2 separate regions of the Sus scrofa genome follow, and region 2 is linked to region 1. A link is a contact called in public Hi-C data. All regions are on one chromosome and are shown on one strand. The core of a region is the stretch at or near the end of the contact, and the rest is flanking DNA. Distances in the headings are between cores, read along the strand shown.

The links. A called contact is a pair of places that touch in the nucleus more often than the background predicts.
Region 2: a Hi-C map of retroperitoneal adipose tissue shows a contact between it and region 1, with 2.4 times the contacts expected there. The contact joins two enhancer-like sites. A contact is called at or near these places in 5 of 47 Hi-C or Micro-C datasets (mesenteric adipose tissue, retroperitoneal adipose tissue, skeletal muscle and 1 more) and 2 of 2 datasets of contacts at active chromatin or transcription factors (alveolar macrophages and skeletal muscle).

The regions. Positions count from the first base shown.
Region 1 is chr10:66,128,239-66,134,701 of Sscrofa11.1, reverse strand. No RefSeq gene overlaps it. Among named protein-coding and RNA genes, the nearest start is that of KLF6, 360 kb to the left of the region's middle. Within about 2 kb of position 2,766, at least 16 of the 83 cell types and tissues checked have an H3K27ac peak or open chromatin away from gene starts, as enhancers often do. A contact at or near this core is called in retroperitoneal adipose tissue, where this site is marked.
Region 2 is chr10:66,464,689-66,471,151 of Sscrofa11.1, reverse strand. No RefSeq gene overlaps it. Among named protein-coding and RNA genes, the nearest start is that of KLF6, 21 kb to the left of the region's middle. Within about 2 kb of position 3,176, at least 2 of the 83 cell types and tissues checked have an H3K27ac peak or open chromatin away from gene starts, as enhancers often do. A contact at or near this core is called in retroperitoneal adipose tissue, where this site is marked.

The DNA.
Region 1 (6,463 bases), core at 1,517-4,016:
TGGGCGTGGGCCCGAGGCGCCTTGAGTTCCCAACCTTTACTCAGAAGAAAAACGCCCAACGGCGCTGGACTTCTACCGGGAAGTTTTCTGGGTCCCGGAGAAGGACGTGTCTCCCGCTGCAATTAACTCAGAAGACGCCCCTGCCTCTCGGGGCTGCGGCGCTTGCAGAAGGCCCGGACTGGATGAGCGCCACATACGTCCCCACGCGACGTTGTCCTTCCTTTTAAAAATCATTCCGGGAATCGTTTATTTTCTGGAGTGGGTCGTCTTTATTTGTTTACCCTGGAAACCACAGTTTGACATGCTGTCTTTCGTTCCTGGCGAGGCGATGCGAAAGGCAGAAAAACCCCGCTTGTTTGCAGTGCCAGGGATAAAACACTTGACTGAAGGCCAGGTGCGCTGCCCCCAGAACCTTCCCATCGCCTCTGAGGGACGAACATACATCCTGGATCCGAATCCTCGGCAAGTTCAGGAGGTTAGAGGTGACTCAGTCTCCACGAATGCAGTCTGGTCTTATTTTAAGAAGGCCTCTGAGTCATGTGGAGTTGTGTCAAAACATGTGTTATGTTATGTTATTTTAAAAAGGCAGCTTGGAGGGAGGAAATTGAACCATCTTTTTTTCAGAAAACCTGCCCTTTAATGGAAGAAAAGGGCAAGTCAGTTTCCCACACATCTCCCTCGGTCCCGCAGGCTCTGCTTTGACCCCACACGTATATTCTTCATGGGCTTTGCTATTACCATACTTTCTTGGAGCGTTTCAAGTTTGCAACTTGAGCTGTTCTGACTTCATATTTATTGTTCGATGTGGTTACAGGCACCGCTTAAGACTGAATAACATGTACTATCGCTCTATTATTATCTTGATTGATTAGCTACCCGGTGTGATGGTTCTACAGCTACATGCACTATTTTTATCAATATAAAATATGCATAATTTTAAGAAACTTTGGTGTTCTCAACTCAAATATAGGAATAGAACCGATCCTGTGGCTATTTCGGAGTTGTGACAATGTACTTGAAAGTCCCTGGGAAAGTGGCATGTCTTGGGGGTCAGTCAGCACAGGTCACAATGGGCTATTGGGCTGGTTAGGACCAGCTTCGCAGATCTCGCTGCGGCCTGCGGAGGGGCAGGCCTGCCCTGCAGGTGAGCAGGTCTCACTCGGTGACTCCCCTCTGGCACCGTGATCTCCCTGGCCTTCCCAGGTCACTGCCCGAGGGCCTGGGGGGGAAGAGCCCCGAGAGGAGAGGGAAGCCCAACCAGGATGGCCGGGGTGCCTGGCGCGTTCCCAGTGCTGTTCTTGCTTTGAGGCTGAACACAGAAAGCCAATGGCCTGGGAAGAGTCGGGGACCAACTGCCTAGGTTGTGACAGCAACATCCAGACTTGCTGACTACTGATCCCCAAAAAACCACCAGCATTCTGATGTAGGGAAGATGTTAAAAATCTGTTCTAAGAAGGAACTCCCGTCCTGGATCAGCAGAGACGAATCTGACTAGTATCCGTGAGGACACAGGATCGATCCCTGGATTCATTCAGTGGATTAAGGATCTGGTGTTGCCATGAGCTGTAGTGTAGGTGACAGATGCGCTCACATTTGCTGTTGCTGTGGCTGTGGCGAGGGCTGGCAGCTACAACTCTGATTTGACCCCTAGACTGGGAACTTCCATATGCCATGGATGTGGCCCCCAAAATAAAAATCTGCTCTAAGAAGACGTTACTCTGTGCAGGTGATGGAGCAGATTGTCACCGACAGCATCTGTACCAGCAAAAGAAATGCAAAATACGGTACTTGCTCCCTAAGCAAGTGCTGCTCTAACCTGAAACCTAACCCAAACCCTAACCCTAAGCCTAACCCAACCCCTAACCCTAACGGAAACCCTAACCCTAAACCAAACCCTAACCTTAACCCAAACCCTAACCCTAACCCAAACCCTAACCCAAACCCTAACCTTAACCCAAACCCTAACCCAAACCCTAACCTTAACCCAAACCCTAACCCTTACAATGGGGACACCTTTACGGTGGCACCTGTGGGGTTTGCCCAAAACTCTTGCCCCCACATTTGTCTGGCCAGCTTTTCCTGCTTGGATTCCACAAGAGCCTTGCCAGGCCCTGAACCCCCATACTGCGACCTTCACAGAGGAGCGCCCCAGCCTCTGAGCAAGGATTTCTGTTCCCAACCCACCGAAGGCATTTCACCTTCATTCAAAGAATCATCCCCAGTGTTGGTGATAATTTCTAGGCAAAAGTGGTCCCAATAAAAGTATTTTCCATAAATGAATAAATACTTGTGCTCATTGAATGATAAATATTGGACTAGATCAAAGCACAGTGTGCCCTGCTCTGTGTCTGTCCCAAGGCAGGTGATACTGGGTGTCTTCTCAGAAAGGTAGACAATTTTCAAATGACAAGTTGTTCCCTTAGCAGCACGCGGTCACGTGGGAGTTTGCTAAATCCTTCCGTTCTTTTTTGAGAGCTTAAAATACGAAATGAGTTCACAGAGGTGGAATAGTTTCGAGCAATGGCAGCCCAAGATTAAACTGTTTCTGATTTCCCCTCTGAGAGGGAATCATTTATCTCCAGAGGGAAGGATCAGAGTCCTGGATAAAAATAAAAATGGGAATTTTTAAACCAGGGCTCACTTTTTGAACGACTCTTCCGAAATGAGTCATGCAGCTCGGCCTTTTTATGTGGACTATTCTGATGCAATTTTCCCCACACGGATGTAAAGTATCTTGGAAACGGCCCCTGGGTCCAACCAAGGGACTCGGGGCGCCCTTTCCGTCCAGCTTTGCAAAAACTCAGCTCCGCGGCTGGACGCTGAACACAAGAGCCAGCTCTCAGCCCTTCCGGACTTTGCAAACGGAGGAGGGAGAATTCACAAAACTAAGAAACCAGCTGAGGCTCTCCTTGGGCTCCATGTGGCAGCAACTTATTAAAAAGTGGAAAAGGGAGGTAGGAAATGTTTTCCTGTCCAAAATAAATCCCTCCATCACTGGAAGCGTCTCCCAAAGCAGCCTTTCTCAATGGTGGTGATGTGCCTGCCACCCAGGGGCAGTCACGATGTCCCGAGGCGTTTTTGACTGTCACACCCGGGGAACACATGACCGGCATCCAGCAGGCAGGGCATGCTGCTAAATATCCTAAGGTGCCCAGGACAGCACCCCCTGGCCAAGCACCGCTGCTCCAAAGTATCAACAGTACAGAGGCTGAGAGGCCCTGTGTGTGCTCTGCATCCTCGCCAGGCAGAGGAATCTTGGAAACCTGCCTTCGCCTGGGCCCTTGCGGTAAAACCCTCCCAACACTGCCTCTGCGCACAGGGAAAGGGGCTGGCGACTCCGATCCTTGGGTCTGAGGAGCCCCGGCTTGGCCGATCCACCAGGCGGGCCGACAGCGCCCACATGGGGGACACCTCACACCCAGAGGCGCAGCCCTGCGTGGCCCTTATCAGCTGCTGGTCACGATTCGGTGTCTTTTCTCAGTGCATGGCCAATGTATGCCCCTGAGGATGTGGCGACGGGGTGATGGGAGAAAGTGTGCTTTCTTCCTGGTCTTTTTAGGGCTGTACCCGCAGCATATGGAGGTTCCCAGGCCAGGGGTCTAATCGGAGCTGTAGCCGCCAGCCAACACCACAGCCACAGCAACACGGGATCCGAGCCACGTCTGTGACCTACACCACAGCTCACAGCAACACTGGATGCCAGACCAGCTGAGCGAGGCCAGGGATTGAACCCACATCCTCATGGACGTTAGGCTCTTAACTGGATGAGCCACAGTGGGAGCTCCACCACGTGCCTTTTGTTGGCCTGGTGGTGACACAGGACAGTGCCCTTTGTGACATTCAGTCAGCTGTTCACATAACCTGTTCACTTTCCTGTAGGTGTTTTTACTTCAATAGTTTGATAAACAAACATATACAAAAGAGCAAATTATCGGAGTTCCCGTCATGGCTCAGTGGTTAACGAAGCTGACGAGGAACCATGAGGTTGTGGGGTCGATCCCTGGCCTCACTCAGTGGGTTAAGGATCTGGCATTGCCGTGAGCTGTGGTGTGGGTCGCAGATGCGGCTCGGATCCAGCGTTGCTGTGCATGTGGTGTAGCCTGGTGGCTACAGCTCCAATTTGACCCCTAGCCTGGGAACCTCCATGTGCCACAGGAGGGGCCCTAGAAAAGACAAAAAGACCAAAAAAAAAAAAAAAAAAGGCAAATTATCCCCCTTTGGGCAGTCTACGTAATGAACTCCTTTGGCTACAGACTGAATGGGACCGTTACTGCTGTGCCCTGTCGAACGGCGGCCCCAGGACGGGCCGTGCCCACTTCCAATTCTGGACACGAGTCAAGCTGAACCCCGCCTACAGGTTCTCCTCCTCCTCGAGGTGGTCAGAGGACTCGCTTTTTTCCCCCGTAAAACTTTAGTAAACACCACCCTCTAGTCACTCCACGCAGACCCGCCCGTTCCTTTGCTAGCGCTCTGCCAGCACAAAGCGCATCCTCGGTCTCAGCCTACAGCATTTCAGTGAACGGACTGGGTTCCAACTCCTGCAGACTAAGCTCTTTTGATGGCAGAGATCCTGCTTCATCGTCCTCTTATCCCTACTCCCCAGAGGACACAGTAAATGCCTAATAATTTTTTGCTTAATGAAAGTGTGTGTAACACAGTTCTCAATCATGGCTCAGGGATTATCGTATTTTATGGTAAAAACACATGATTTTAAGTAGATCGTTCTGACAGAACTAAAGATTCTGTCAGTTTGACAGAACTAAAGGTTATTTTAGGTACCTAGTTTATTTTGGTTTGGGCAAAGCAACAAGACTCAAAAACTTGGCTCTGGGGTGATATATTTTTTTTGTCTTTTCAGTATCTATTTTCCTCTCCATGAGTTATTTACGATGCAAATAGTGTAAAAAGCACAAATTGCCGCTTTTGAGCAAGGAAAACCCAGATCTGAATCTCACTTTCTTTCCTACAAGCTATGTGACTTTGGACCCGCTCTTTAATTTAAACCTTAGTTTGTTCCTCAAGGAAAGAGAGAGTTCAGTTCAATTCACCCGTGAGAGGTGTGCCGACTGAACGGGGTCCCTTCTGTGCACCCACTCAGGAGACGCGCAATGAACATCGAGTCTTCCCCACTTTCTCCATCTCCTCAAGACGACGTCTTCAATTTGTCGTCAACATCCAATTAGAAAAAAATCTCTGCCTTGCTCTTCCTGCTCATCGTCCTTTCTCTATTTTTCAAAGAAAATTTACAAGCTAAACTTTAAACATCATTTGTGCCCTTATTTTAGTAGATTGGTGTTGGCGGCTGGGATAAAAACAGGAGCACTTTTCAGCCTTCTTACAGTTTTCTGAGTTTTGTTACACATTCCTGGGGGGAAATGCTATAAATAGAAGCATGACGGATGAACGGTCCACGTTAAATATGAGATACTAGGAGAGGGTTCTCGCACTGCACTTCTATATAAGGTAAAATGCACTATCACGAAGGAATTTACTGAGTGAAAAAAGAGCCCAAAGTGGATGTGTTGGCCAACCGAAGAGACTCCAACAGAGAGCGGGCAGACCCCGTCCTGCCGTCAGAGCCCCAGCCCTGTCACCAGCAGGCCATGAGTCTCCGGCCCCTCTGTGCTGGGCAGCTTAAGGACCCTCTTCCTAGGGCTGCCCTGCCCGGAGCCCACATCTCCCCCCACCCCCGGGACTGAGCTGACCCAGAGCACAGACGCCCCACTGTGGGGTCATGAGCGTGTGCGCCTCACCCATACCCTGCTCCTTCTGAGAGCCCCTCACTCACAGACCAGTTGGTTTCTCCCCGCAGAATTTCTACAATAAATACCTGGCCCCAAGGTCTCCTGAGCAACTCAGCCTAAGATGGGAGCGGGCCAAGAAAGTAAAAGGACAGAAACATGGGTAGGAACCCACCCTTCAGGCGATGGAAAGGAAGGAAGCAGGGGTTCACAGAAATAAGGCGGAGGGCAGTCTAGACCCCTTCATTACACCGGGTTCAGTGCATCAGGCAGCAGCTGGGTGGGTGGAGGCTTGATTCCCGTGAGCCGATTGCACGGAAGGCATCTAACAGCCCAGGGTAAAACATCCTCGGGGAAGATGTTTACAGTCCCAGGTGGCTTTGGGCCAGTTTTGAGCTCTGGAAGGGAAAATCTCAGGAGAGAAAAAGGAAATAGGATGAAGATAATTAAAGGATGTATTACCAAAGCTGTCAGGGTGGGGTTGAATGTCTGGCTCTCTGTTCTTCATAACAGACTTTTCTAAAGCAAGAGGATGTTTTATTATGTAAATATTTATGTTTCATCATATTCTGCAAGCCTTGCATATAAAAGCCACTCAAGAAAACCTGAATACTTAAGAGCTTAATAAGAATGGTCACAGCACCTCTGTTGATAATATAACCTTTTCCTGCTGTGCTGGAAAAACAGTATGTCCTTCTACAGGAGGTGAGGGGAAGAAAAGT
Region 2 (6,463 bases), core at 1,927-4,426, 340 kb before region 1:
AGTCCAGAAGGGGTTCCTCTCTTGGTATTTGGAAGGACCTTGCAGGGGTCCCCCATATTTAATAATCACCTGGACGGACGCATCGATTTCCAAAGAGCATGCCACTGCGGAACAGCAGCCCAGGGGAGAAGCTCGATAAGTGCCCTCTTGACTGGGCACTGAAACTCTTAGTAAGAAACTCCTGGTGTCCAGAGCCGTAGAGGCACACTCCACTCTGGGTAAACTCTTAAAGAACGGCTACGCGTGAGAGTTATTATTATTATTATTATTATTATTAACCTTTTAAAGACATAAAACCCATCTCTCTGCAGGGCTCCTGTGCTTAGGCTCAGCCTCCAGGCGGCCAACCTCAGGGTGGGGCTGCGGTGGGAAGGCCGCGGGAGGCACAGCGAGCTGGGCTGTTGTCCTGGGGAGGTGCTGCGGGCTCCTTGCAGGCAGAGGTCGGTTATGGGACTTTAGCAGCAGATTTCAGCACCCTGCTCTTATCTCTTTGCCATCAGTTTTGTCAAAATGTTAAAAATCACCTATCTGGAGACACCGTGTGGAGGAGAGAGGGGACCTTTGTTTAGGTAGGAGCGTCCTCCTAACTCAGCCCAGCAACCTTTCCCTTTGAAGATCAGCCCCTTGCCCCCCTGGAGATGCCTCTGGGGCCGCAGTGCTGAGAGCCTCAGGAGGTTCCGAGATATTTTGAGGACTTTAACCTCCAACCGGTGTCCGCGTCCAGCCCTCCTCCTCCACCGTGGGTGGGTCGGGAGAGGTGCCCTAGGCCATCCAGCCTGCAGCTTCTCTGCCACCCAAACGCGTCTCCCCGGAGGGTTCTTCCCTTAACTCCTCTCTGCCGACACTTTTCCCAGCTGTGTGGACAGTGGCTGCCCGGAGGGCATCCCCGCTGAAGACAAGGCACCTTCCTCAGGCCCCCACCCGGGTTCTCCTTGAACCGCGTCTCCCGCTTGGAATAGGCCAGATGGGGGCGTGCTCCGTGGCTCGTGGAATCTGTCCTGGTAAAATGTACAACTTACTGAACAAAAACCTCTGCTTAAAAAAAGAGATTTTCCTTGTATTCTTCGATTCTACAAAGAGGCAGAAGTGGAAAAAAAATGTCCTGAGAATTGGAGTTTCCCCCCAATTTATTTTCTTAAAGTTAAAAAAAAAACTGAGATACAATGGACCTATAACATTCCGCTCTGTACTGGCTTCAGAGGTGCAGTGTAATGAGCTGATCCGTGTGTATACTGCAACGTGAGAGCCACAACTAAGTCCGGTTATCATCCGTCAGCATCCACCATGACAGATTTTGTTTTCGTGTGATGAGAACTTCCAAGACCCCCTCCCAAAGCGACTTTCCAATATACAGTAGTCACAGGTGTAATACTTGAGTTCTTCTTCTAGACGGAGAAATCATCATTTCTGAAATTCAAGTCCCAAAGGCAAATAATTGGGACCTTCTTAGCTGGTATGTAGCATATACTTTCGAAAGTAGGGGTCCTGTATTCATGACACCGGTGATTAGGAGAGTCCCGCACGGATGCAGCCATTCTTCCCACCTGGAGTCAAAAGAAAAAATCTATCACACAGACTCATCGGCAAATATGTACTGGGCGTTTTTGAGTGAGTGGCAATTGCAGATCCCCTGGGATCCCAAAGTACACATGACCTGCTGGCTCCTGGTTGTGCTGGCAAACGGGCCCCTTCCCTGTGCTGGTCACCTGGCATCGTGCAGATGGTTATCAGGACATTTCAAATGCCATCCTCCTCTACATCGGTGGCTTGGGTTTGTTTTATTGACACAGCCCCCCCCCATCACCATAGTAACCCTTCTCATTCCTGCAATAATTCTCCTCCGGGATAATACGGTGCTTTGGGAGGGCTGAACAGAATTCGTGTGGGGCTGGGTTGTAATGTGAGAAAGCCACCCCTCTCTGAAATTCTGTCATGGTTGGGACTCTACTCGTAGTGTGTGTGACCTCAGATTCCTTAAACACGGATATTGCTGGGCTTTACGATAAATATACTTGTGGGCATTAATTAATTTTGTTTATTTATTGACCTAAAATTTTTTTGGCCTTGCCCATGGCATGCAGAAGTTCCTGGGCCAGGGGTCAAACCCACACGACAGTAGCGACCTGAGCCACAGCAGGGACAAGGCTGGATCCTTCCTCCGATGAGTCACCAGGGAACTTCTATAAACACTAATTTTTAAAAAATCTTTGTGAACATCAATTAATTAAAATAAACTTTCCCGTACATCTAAAAGTATAGGAAAGAACAGCAGTGTTTCTTTCCCTTTTATTTATGATTCCTGTTTGAGCTTTTTTTTTTTTTTTTTCTGCTTTTTGGGGCGGCGCATGTGGCCTATGGAGGTTCCCAGGCTATGGGTTGAACCGGAGCTTTAGTGGCTGGCCTGCGCCACAGGCACAGCAATGCAGGACCTGAGCTGCATCTGCGACGTACACCTGAGCTCATGGCAACACCGGATCTTTAACCCACAGAGCGAGGCCAGGGATCAAAAACACATCCTCATGAATACTAGTCGGGTTCGTTACTGCTGAGCCATGGCGGGAACTCCTTTCTTGTTTTGTTTTGTTTGAGCTGTTTATTTACAGAATGGGCTTGAGGTTGACTCGAAACTCAAAGGTGGACTCACCAGGACACCTGTTCTAGAGCTCTGACGGGCTTACCTGCCATCTGGGCTCCTGGATCAGCTCCTTCTCGACTTGCGTGGAGGACTGGGGGGCATCAGCGTATTCCCCGTAGATGCTGTATGTTCCATAAACACTCATAACCTACGTGCTGGGGTCCCTCTCAGTGGCCATTCACCATCTTGGATTAGAGCATGGACCAAAACAACACCCTCAGGGACCTCTCTCTCCTGCTGCCCCCTTTTATGCCTGGCAGGGAACCACCTGGAAGTGACCGCGTGTGGGGGGGTAACTAAAGAGAGCAGCTCTGTCTGAGAGTCTGTCATGGGGCAGGTGCAAGTTTACTTTCTGGCCTGGGGCTCTCACTTCTCCACCAAGAGCCTCCGTCTCCATCTGCCCAGGCCTGCTTCCCACAGCCACCAGCTGTGCTGGGAGGTGACGCAGAGCACACATGCTGTGAGTCTGCCTATAGCCGATGATAAGGGCTTCACCGCTGGCTTTCAACAATGGCAGGGCCCACATGCAGGGGCATCCCAGTCCTGGCTGCCCTTGGGTTGGGCAGAAACATGCTCTGTTGGAATTAAAAGGCATCCCCTCTTGTGTGGAATGGCTCCCCCTTTACGTGTGAGAGAAACCCAGGGCTTGACTGGAAATAGACAAACCTCCAAACATGGAGCTGGTAACTTTCAGTGCCCGGTCGCAGGCCTGAGGGCTGTTGACCCCCCTGAGCAGGAGCCTAACGGACCCCGTTGCGTCTTGACCCAGACAATTCCTGCCCTCAGGACACATCAGGCCCTACCTGCTCTGCGCTGGGAACCTGGACCACCTGCCTTCTGTGGTTGGGCAGTTCCACAGCTTAATTTGGTGCCATTGGCCAGATTCACAGGGGCACTTAAACCATTATCATTAGGAGCTCCTGCTGTGGCTCAGTGGGTTATGAACCTGACTAGGATCCATGAAGATACGGAGTCAATCCCTGGTCTCGCTCAGGGGGTTAATATCTGGTGTTGCCATGAGCTGTGGTGTAGGTCACAGCTGCAGCTCTGATTCGACCCCTAGCCTGGGAACCTCCATATGCTGCAGGTACAACCCTAAAAAGCAATAAAAATAAAATAAAACGCTACCACTATATTCAGTTTTAATCTGTGGAGCATCTGAGTCACACGCTCTCGGTGCTGGAGCAGAAGGGAATCCTCAGGCCATTTCCCGATGTGACTTAGGTACAGCCTGAGGCGCCCTGGGAGACCTCTGCTACCTTCCTCACAGCCAGGTCTTTGCTGCCCAAGTTTCTCGTGCAGAGCCGATGAACACAGGAGTTTCCTGTTTTCCTCTGAGTCCCTGCGAAGATGCAGAGAAAAAAGGGACTATTTTAAAAGCGTCTACGGATCTGGTTTTCCTTACACGCTTCCTCACTCGAGTGTGAATCACGCGGTGAAAAATGCACCTCTGTGTGGGTTTCGTGAACATCTGCCGGTGAGCGTGCTCGGCAGGCTTCAGTGACTTCGTTTGTTACACCTTCAAAAGGATGCAGCCCCAAGCCCTGGTCGTTGGGATCAAGAGGAGAACCCACCTCTGCCGTGGGTCGCTTTGACCTTGGAGCTGCAGGACAGGTGGCTGCAGAATTAAGCCAGGCTCACGCTGACACTTTCTAGGAAGAGCACTGCTGCCTTTACCTGTTCTGCCCAAATGCCATGTTTGCTTAAAAGAGATGCAGGGAGCTGGATGCCACGGGCACCCACTGGTGGCTCTGGAGTCACCTCAGTTAAAGGAGCATCCTTGCTGTGCTCCTGGGTCTACGTCTGTTTGACGGTAGACGGTCAAACACCGCTGCCCTGACACAGGGGACTCTCACCTGTAGCAGCTTTTTCTGGCGACTTTGGGGGCCAGGAATTTGTGGTGGGCTCCAGCGTGCGGAGCTCCCACGGGGCCCCCCATGCCCTTGCAGCTGGACATTGGCCAGGGCTGCTGTTCCCCGAGGGCCAACCGGGCTGGAGGTTCAGGTGGCTCAGGGTTGCACGCTGGCCACCAGCTCAGCCGGGGCTGCTGCCTGGAGCAGTTGCAGGTGTCCCCCCAGGACAGCAGGCCCTGCAGAGCTAGACTTCCAGCCTCCCCAGGGCGGACGTTCTGAGCAAACCACACTGGGGTGCATGACCTTCTCAGATGCACTTCCGAGGTCCTGCAGGCTCATGATCATCGTAAGCTGTGGTCGGAGACATCACGCATCACCAGGGTCAAAAGGAGAGGCACGGACCCCACCCCATGGTGGCAGAAGGGTAAAAGGATCGGTGCCTTTGTTAAACTCTGTTACACACTTCTCAAGTTCGGTGATGCATTTATCCTTGGTGTTACTGTCGGCCGGCTTAGACATGACACTGCAACACGTAGGAATTTTGCCCAAAGAGGAACAACGCATTGGAACATGGAAGTGGCCGGTATATCAGATAGGGGGGCACTATGTGCCAATCACAGTTACGTTTTGGGTAGCGCTTTTCCGATTGCCCATACGAAAGGGTGCCCCCGCCACCACCACCAGATTAGCTCTGGAGAGGTTCCCAGTGGTGCCCTGGGCTTGCTTTTTGGTGGGAATATAAACATCGAAGTGGGATTTTCCAGCTCTTCGTGTCTTCTCACGCATCAGCTTCAGAATGCTCTGGCCTGGAGGCTCACCGATTTGTCCAGCCCTAGACCTGAGTCTTACAGGACTGAAGCCGAGGCCGCGGAGGGCCTGCTCTCTGTCCTTCTTCGACCCCAGGGAGGGCAGGGACCTGAGAGGCTCGACTTCACCAGCACATCGTGCTTCTCTCTCATGTTTCTTCTCAAGAACCAAATGCCTGGGAGTCTGTCTGGAGAACTGTTTACTGGCAAGCACCCGAGAAAAACAGAGCTAAAGTAAGCCAAAGGGAACATGCACTCGGGGCTTCTGACCCACGAGAAGGGTTCAGTTCTGTCTGTGCTGAGCACGGTCCCGACCCCAAGCCAAGTTCCGGAACCGGAAGGCGGATGAGCTGGCTCAGGCCGCTGTGACGTCATTGTCCCTCCTGGAGAGTCCCCCCCACCTCGGTGCAGGAAGGAGTCCCAACCAGCCGGACAAAAACCTGCAGCTGAAAGCGCAGGGGTCTTCACGACTGACCATCCCCATGTGCCTGTGATCTTAAAGTTTTGGGACGTGCAACTGTCCCCCCGCAGAAACCAGGGGACCCGTCTGTAAAGAGATCACGAGGGAGAAGATTCCACTGCTCGGGAAACGCACGCGGGCTGGTGGACATGTCATTGGTCTCAGTTGGAAAGAGCTTCCCTTCCCCGCGTGGGGTCACACTTGTGGTCACGTCACTTACACTCTGGCGCGGGAACACAGTTGCGATAAAAAATACTCATCCTTGTTTCCTGCACCTGCTTCCGAACTTCACAATGAGGGGCAGCATTCCTTTCCCAGCACGTGCACCTGCAGGGTAAATATATTCTACCGCTCATTATCCTCCCTTGAAAATATTTCCCTCGATCCTGCAACTCAGTTTGCAGACAGCAGCAGACACTGCCCAGGGCTGCTTGTCTGCGGGTCTCATGTGTGGCGGTGCAGCGGAAGGTTGGAGAACGACGGCCGATCGGAGGGAAGGGAGACACGACAGGTTCGGTTCGGTTCGGGTCCTGCTTGTGAGTCTCTGTCCGCATGTGGATCATTACTGCTACTTCTTAACTGGCGGGAATCTGTCACACCTGCAGCTTTCTTGACAGGTGCTGGGACGTATTAAAATCCCAATGACCTGCCTTTCAGAAACTGAGTCTCTTCATCACCAAGGCTGTTTGAGGGCCGTCTCCACACACAG